Linked DNA regions of Mus musculus: region 1 is linked to region 2. The links are chromatin contacts, called in public HiChIP or PLAC-seq maps. All regions are on one chromosome and are shown on one strand. The core of a region is the stretch at or near the end of the contact, and the rest is flanking DNA. Distances in the headings are between cores, read along the strand shown. Region 1 has its middle 12 kb from the start of Gm14321. Region 2 overlaps Gm11476 (a long non-coding RNA gene).

Region 1 (3,097 bases), core at 260-2,759, 200 kb after region 2:
TGGGACATCGTGTGTCAAACTGTGAAGGTTGAGTGGATTAAATAGCAATTTAGCGATTTCAACTTTTTAGGCTTCATTAAGGATTTTAGAGGTAGTAATTGTTCCTTCACCTTAAAACTCACAGAGCCGTCTCCTCCACAGCTACGGAAACTCAAGGTGACATGTGAAATAGCTGTGTGTAATGGCAGTGACAGAAAGAGGGAGAGTTCTGCCTGGCGGTGGCTGGGGCACTTGCTTTCTGTGGGAGCATCTGGGTGGGCTTCCTGGAGGAGGAAGCTCGGGATGTGTGGAATACAGACCAGTCAGAGGTGCTGGTTCCAGGCTGAGCTGTTGCACATGGCAGGCAATGTCGGCTCCTGAGGCTGAAGACAAGGCCCACATGGGCCTGGCCAGGCTGTGGAGCAGGGTGCATGGATGGCAGATGGTGACCAGACATGTTTAAGCAGAGAAGGGGACATGGTGTCCACCATGCATTGAGGGGACTTGGTTGGGAGGAGGATGCCACAGCCGTGGCTGCTGCTGGTTGCACACCGGAGCCTGCAGGAGCAGGCATGGCTGACCACGCTTCTTATTGCGGTCCATTGTGGGCTCTTTGACCCCATCCAGCAGGTCCATCTTAGGTCAAATATGAGTGCAGGGCCTTCAGAAGACCTGGTCCCACAGGGAAGGCTCAGGGAGGGGGCCAGCTCACTCCCTCTTCTTGTCTGTTGCACAATAGGATACAGAGAATAGAGACATCAAGCCACCATATCCAGGATTACACAGCCAGGAACTGCACACATCAGGATTTGAACTCTGACCCCACCTAGGCTGGGTCTCCATGATGTGAACGCTATACCCATTCCATTTATTGGGTGGTAAACTGAGGCTGTGGAAAGCGGAGACACTGGTGTGGGGGTCACAGAGCAGGCACAGGGAAGCAAAGCTTTGACTGTCCAAACCCGTTAGCTCTGGAGCCTGCTCTGTCCCCAAATAGAGCAACGGTTTCTCTTTCTCAGATTGTCACCTGAGAATGGGGTCAAAAATGGTGCCTATCTGGTGTCACTGACCTCTACTGGGGCTTTTAAGCACAGTGCCCGGCACTTAGTAGGTATCTTAAACAGATGGAGGCCATGAAGGTGGCTGCACATTGAAGCCACACGTTCACAGAGGCCGTAGACAGTAGGTGCCGAGCTACTGTTACTGTGGAAGGACACCCCTGGACCCAATCCTGTTTCCTTCACAAATTGCCTTCCCCCCAGTTTCCCCAACTCCAACAAACTGCCCTGAGAAGGTTGGTTAGGAATGGGGGTGAGGCTGGGGGAGGGCAGTGTGGGGCCTGAACTCAGCATGGTGAGACCAGAATTCCAGGTCTGAGCCCTGGCCCCGCTGTGCGACCTCTGGCTAGGGCCTTGCCTTCTCCGATCAGGCCTTGCTTTCCCTTCTCATCTGTCGTGCCTGGACCAGGCTGGCCTGGGAGGTGCCAGCTTCAAGCAGGGCCAGGGGCTGCTGCTCTGTCCCCTTGGCCGCCAGCCCCCGCCTCCAGCCTCCAGAGCTCCAGGCTGTACAGAGGAGGCAGCCAATCTGTTTACTGAACCGGCTGACCCCTTCCGGGAACACGGCCCAAGCTTCCCAGAACTCGGGTATTAATGACCCGGAGCCACATGACGGAGCATGACACAGCATTTTTGGGTGCAAGGCAGAGCCCAGAGGGGCGCGTGGGGGCTGTGGCCCAGCCTCGAGCCTGGCCAGAGGGTGAGTCACCCTGGCCTGCTGCAGCTCCCTCCCTGGCCACTTGTGCCCTCCCCCAGACCGCACGTCCCACCTTGGCCAGGGCCACCCAGGACCCCTCAGCCTTTGCCTTACTGAGAGAGCCGAGGCTGTGGGTGCCCGGAGCTGCCCTCTTGGGACCTCAGAAGGGGCTGCACACGAGGCCCTGGCCTCCCTCCAGAGAAGCTGGCTTAGCCTTTCAGAAAAGGGACAGATGTATTCCTGTTTGACAGATGACAAAACTGAGGCTCGTGGAGAAGGCACAAGTCCTGAATGTGGGCCAGGACTGGATTCACGTCAGAAAAGATCCTTTCACAGTGGGGACGGAGAGGATTGAGGCATGAGCCCGAACCCAGAAAGCCCCCAGCTCAGGCCTGCTTTCTGTAGGCTGCACAGCTGGGCACGTAGACACATGCACTGTGCCTCAGTTTCCCCTGTGGAGGCGCTTGGCTTCCTGATCTCAGGAATACCTGAGGACAGGTGACAATCTAGCCGAAAGCATCCCACCCAAACAATTACCAGTGTCTTGAGGCCCAGGTCTTGGAAGCCAGGCTGGGGTCAGCATAGGCCTCACCCCCTGGGCATCCTGGGTCACCCTGGGGCAAGGTGGAGGCGGTGGTTTTTATAAGGCTGGGAACCAGACAGGTGTGGGGTGCAGAGGGGTGCCTGCTGGCAGGAGGGGGCCAGGCCGGGGTACACGGGACTGGAGGTGTTCTTTGATTCTCTTCACTTTATTAGCAGCCATTGCTTGAGCACCTTCTGTATACAGGTCTCTCTGTTGTTGGGTGGGTTGGATGGCTACAGTGGGGGAGGGGAACACATGGATGGCAGAATATTTTGGCTCTGGGCTAGGACCATGGTAGACACGGCAGAGGATGACAAGCTGTGGGGGAGGTCTCCTGAAGTGACTTCCATGGACAGTGAGTGGGGCGGCTTCCCAGCAGGAGCCTGTGTGCATAGCCAGTGTGAAGGCTCTGGGAGAGGCAGGGGACTGGAGTAATTGGGAAAGACAAGGGAGGATGCTGGTGGCTAGAGGGAGGGATGGTGACAGTGTCCAGGGCCCAGCGCACAGTGAGTGGCCACCACACAAGCTCCTGCGTACTCGGAAGACAGCAGGACTCATCTTCTCTGTCTCCCAGGGCCAGGACATGCCACCCTCAAGGCCAGAGACAGGTAGGGAAGAGAGACCCAGCAGGGATACTCGTTCAGGAGTCCACCGAGAATTAGAAGGTCAGAGGTGGCCAGGGCGATGGCCCAGCATGGTGGACAGGCCTTCTGTAGCCAGAAGCTGTGGCTGTGGACAGCACGGACAGTTGTCACCAAGGACCCCTGCTGTGAGACAGCAAGC
Region 2 (3,092 bases), core at 498-2,997:
TGACCAGAGAGTATAAGCTGGAATCAGCCCTTTTCTTCCACGGGTTGCTTTTGCTTGCGGTCTTTAACCCAGCCATAGAAACCTAAGGAAGACAGTTCCATGAAGTCGTCCATCTGCTACGTGATGGCCGAGGAGATGTGCTGAGTCCTCAGGGCCCATTTACCTCTGGCTCGGCTTACCTAGTTTTGTGACAGGGTCTTGCTGGGCAGCCCAGGGGCCTCTAACCAACTCTTCCTCTCTCTGCCGGATTACAGGCCTGAGCGAGCCACCTGTCTCAAAACATCTCTTCAAAATTCCACCTGGGGCCGGGAGAGCTGGCTGGGCAGTAAGGAGTACTTAGTGCTCTTCCAGAGGACAGAGATTTGGTTCCCAGCATCCACATGGTAGCTCACACGTCCTGTTACTGCAGGTCCAGGGGATCTAATGACCTCTTCCATGACATCTGTGAACATTACACACATGACACACAGACTTTCATATAGACTCATTCATGCACATACACATATCTTTAAAAATCTTTTTGGGGGGTGGGGGTGTTAAGATACCATATAGCCCTGGCTGTCCTGGAACTCACTCTGTAACTGTAGATCCACCTGTCTCTGCCTCCCAAGTGCTGGGATAAAAGGCTTGTATCACTATGCTCAGCTAACAATCTTAAAAACAAAACAAAAAAATTTTTTTATATTTGTGGTTGTTGTGTGTAGGGGTGTGTGTGTGTGTGTGTGTGTGTGTGTGTGTGTGTGTGTAGGTCAGAGTACTTTGTGTACTCAGTTTTCTCCATCCACCTTTACATAGGTTTCAGGGATCAAACTCAGTTCACCAGGCTCACACAGCAAGCCCCTTTACTTACTGTGCCCTTTCGCTGGCCCCTGTGGTAGATTTTATAAGGAATTATTGAATGAATGAGCAAACTATGTCAATTGCTTGCCTTTGTAGGGAGCCTCAGTGTGGTGCCTTCCTCCTGGGTACCTGCTAAGCTTCAGAGAGAGAGAGAGAGAGAGAGAGAGAGAGAGAGAGGAGAAGAGGAGGGGAGGGGAAGGGAGAGGAGAGAAGAGAAGAGGAGAGGAGAGGAGAGGAGAGGAGAGGAGAGGAGAGGAGAGGAGAGGAGAGGAGAGGAGAGGAGAGGGTGTCTTGGCACCACTCCTCGCTTTGTGACTTACCACTTGAGATTGTCACAGTCTCCAAATGAATGAGATGCCACTCTGGCCAACCCAGCTCCAGTGTGTGCAATGGCCTGTGTACACAGAGGGCTAGTCTTCCCTGTGTGACTGTCTCTTAAGCATCACACAAGCAATGCAGAAGGGACAGGATGGATAGATAATAAGAGTGTGCCCTGAGCCGGGTGTGGTGGCGCACGCTTTTAATCCCATCACTTGGGAGGCAGAGGCAGGCGGATTTCTGAGTTCCAGGCCAGCCTGGTCTACAGAGTGAGTTCCAGGATAGCCAGGACTACACAGAGAAACCCTGTCTCGAAAAACCAAAAAAAAAAAAAGTGTGCCCTGGGTCATTTTAAACACTGACTAATGCTCTTCTGCTATTAGGGGTGAGACCAGGAGCCTGGCCTAGCAGACCCTCCATGGATGTTTGTTGAATGACTGAATGAAATACAGCACTGGCTACATTTCACACACTCAGTCAGCCCAATGTTTCTGGCATAAGTCCCGTCCACCACCCGCTGTCTGCCAGCTCAGCCTCTGGATTTCCACATCTGCTGCTGTTGCCAGGAGTGACAGGCCCTGGGGGAGGTAGTTCCCGTCTTCAGAGCCAGGGACAAGCAGAGGCTGCCAGGACACGAACTTCCTTCACTGAGAGCCTGGCTGAGTTATTCTCTGGGCCTGGCTAGCAATGTCAATCAGTCAAACTCCTGGGCCCTTGGGCTCCTGGGCACATGCAGGAGTAGCCTCATCTGCTCAACACATCTCCTCAACTGCCTGCCTCGGTCTTTCCACTGGAAGCTGGTCTGAGTGTGAAGGGAGTCGTGCAGAATTCTGGGTTGGTTTTGACAGCGCGTGGAGGCTGAGAGCCGCCTGGAAGCATGGACCGGCTCAGCCACAGCTGGAGACAGCCTGCAGGCCTTGGCTGAGTCATTTCCCGCCAGCCTCCTTGTCCCCCTAGAGGCTGTTGGGAGGCCAAGGTGGAATGTGCTAGGAAGCAGGGATTGTGAGCCAGGGGCAGACAATGCTGGCCCTGCTGCTTGTCCTGCCCGCTGCCTTAGCCTGCTTCTCCTTTCTTCCTTCCTTCCTTCACTTGGCAGAGGCGATGCCGGATGCTTTTGCTTGCTACGCTGTTATCATTTTGCTGAGAGAGGGTCTCACTCTATAGCCCAGGCTGGCCTCAAACCCAAAGTGATCCTCCTGCCTCAGGCTCCCGAGTCCTGTCCTGGGTTCACAGGTGTATGCTACCTATCGGGAGGAACCTGTGGTGGCCTTGTAAGGCAAGAGTGATCTGGAAGGGTCGGAAGCTCGGGGACCTCAGGCTTGTGTCCTTGGGGCCTTGGGTAAATGGCCTTGGTCCCTCTGCTCTCTTCCTGGCTAAGTTTCTGAAGCTCAGCTTGTCTTGGTACTACTTGGCACCGTTCCACCTGAGTCCCCACCCTTACCTGTCGGTGAAAATCCCCATGGTCTGAGCTAGAGACTTCCCAGCCAGGATTTGGCTGGAGAGCTGAGTGGTTAGACCTCCCAGGGAGGAAGTCGCAGGTGTACAGGTGTCCTCTAGGCTGCATTGGCCTCCTGCCCACTCATGGCCTTTAGTCAACTGGGGAATCTGTGGTGGTGCCTGGGGTGAAAGGGAGCCCGAGGGTCACCTCTTTTTTGTGTGTCCTTAAGGAGGCTTTAGCTCTCTCAGGGGCTGAGGCCTGTCCTCTATACAAAGAAGCATTCATTCATTCATTCACTCACTCATTTGTGCACACATTTATTAATTTGTGTCTGACTGTACACAGATGAGCACCTACTGTGTGCAGGGTACTAGGTATTGGTAAGGAGGCAGCCTGGCGGCCTGGCTCTCTGGAAACTGACAATCTCATGGGACAGGAGGGCAGAAAATAGACACAGGTCAAAGGTAATTTTGGGTGAAAAGTCTTAGGGGGGGGA

The links. HiChIP or PLAC-seq counts read pairs in DNA pulled down with a chosen protein or histone mark.
Region 1: a contact with region 2 is called in a FOXA1 HiChIP or PLAC-seq map of pancreatic cancer cells. The contact joins two enhancer-like sites. A contact is called at or near these places in 2 of 484 Hi-C or Micro-C datasets (both in muscle stem cells) and 2 of 115 datasets of contacts at active chromatin or transcription factors (memory CD8 T cells and pancreatic cancer cells).

What each region holds. Positions count from the first base shown.
Region 1 is chr2:167,763,697-167,766,793 of GRCm38.p6, forward strand. No RefSeq gene overlaps it. Among named protein-coding and RNA genes, the nearest start is that of Gm14321, 12 kb to the right of the region's middle. Within about 2 kb of position 1,510, at least 232 of the 459 cell types and tissues checked have an H3K27ac peak or open chromatin away from gene starts, as enhancers often do. A contact at or near this core is called in muscle stem cells and pancreatic cancer cells, where this site is marked.
Region 2 is chr2:167,568,389-167,571,480 of GRCm38.p6, forward strand. All of the region lies in intron 2 of Gm11476 (a long non-coding RNA gene), which reads left to right. Gm31619 (a long non-coding RNA gene) reads right to left here. Exons shown (of 6, transcript XR_003954104.1): 6 at 2,897-3,092. Among named protein-coding and RNA genes, the nearest start is that of Gm11476, 17 kb to the left of the region's middle. Within about 2 kb of position 1,748, at least 89 of the 459 cell types and tissues checked have an H3K27ac peak or open chromatin away from gene starts, as enhancers often do. A contact at or near this core is called in muscle stem cells and pancreatic cancer cells, where this site is marked.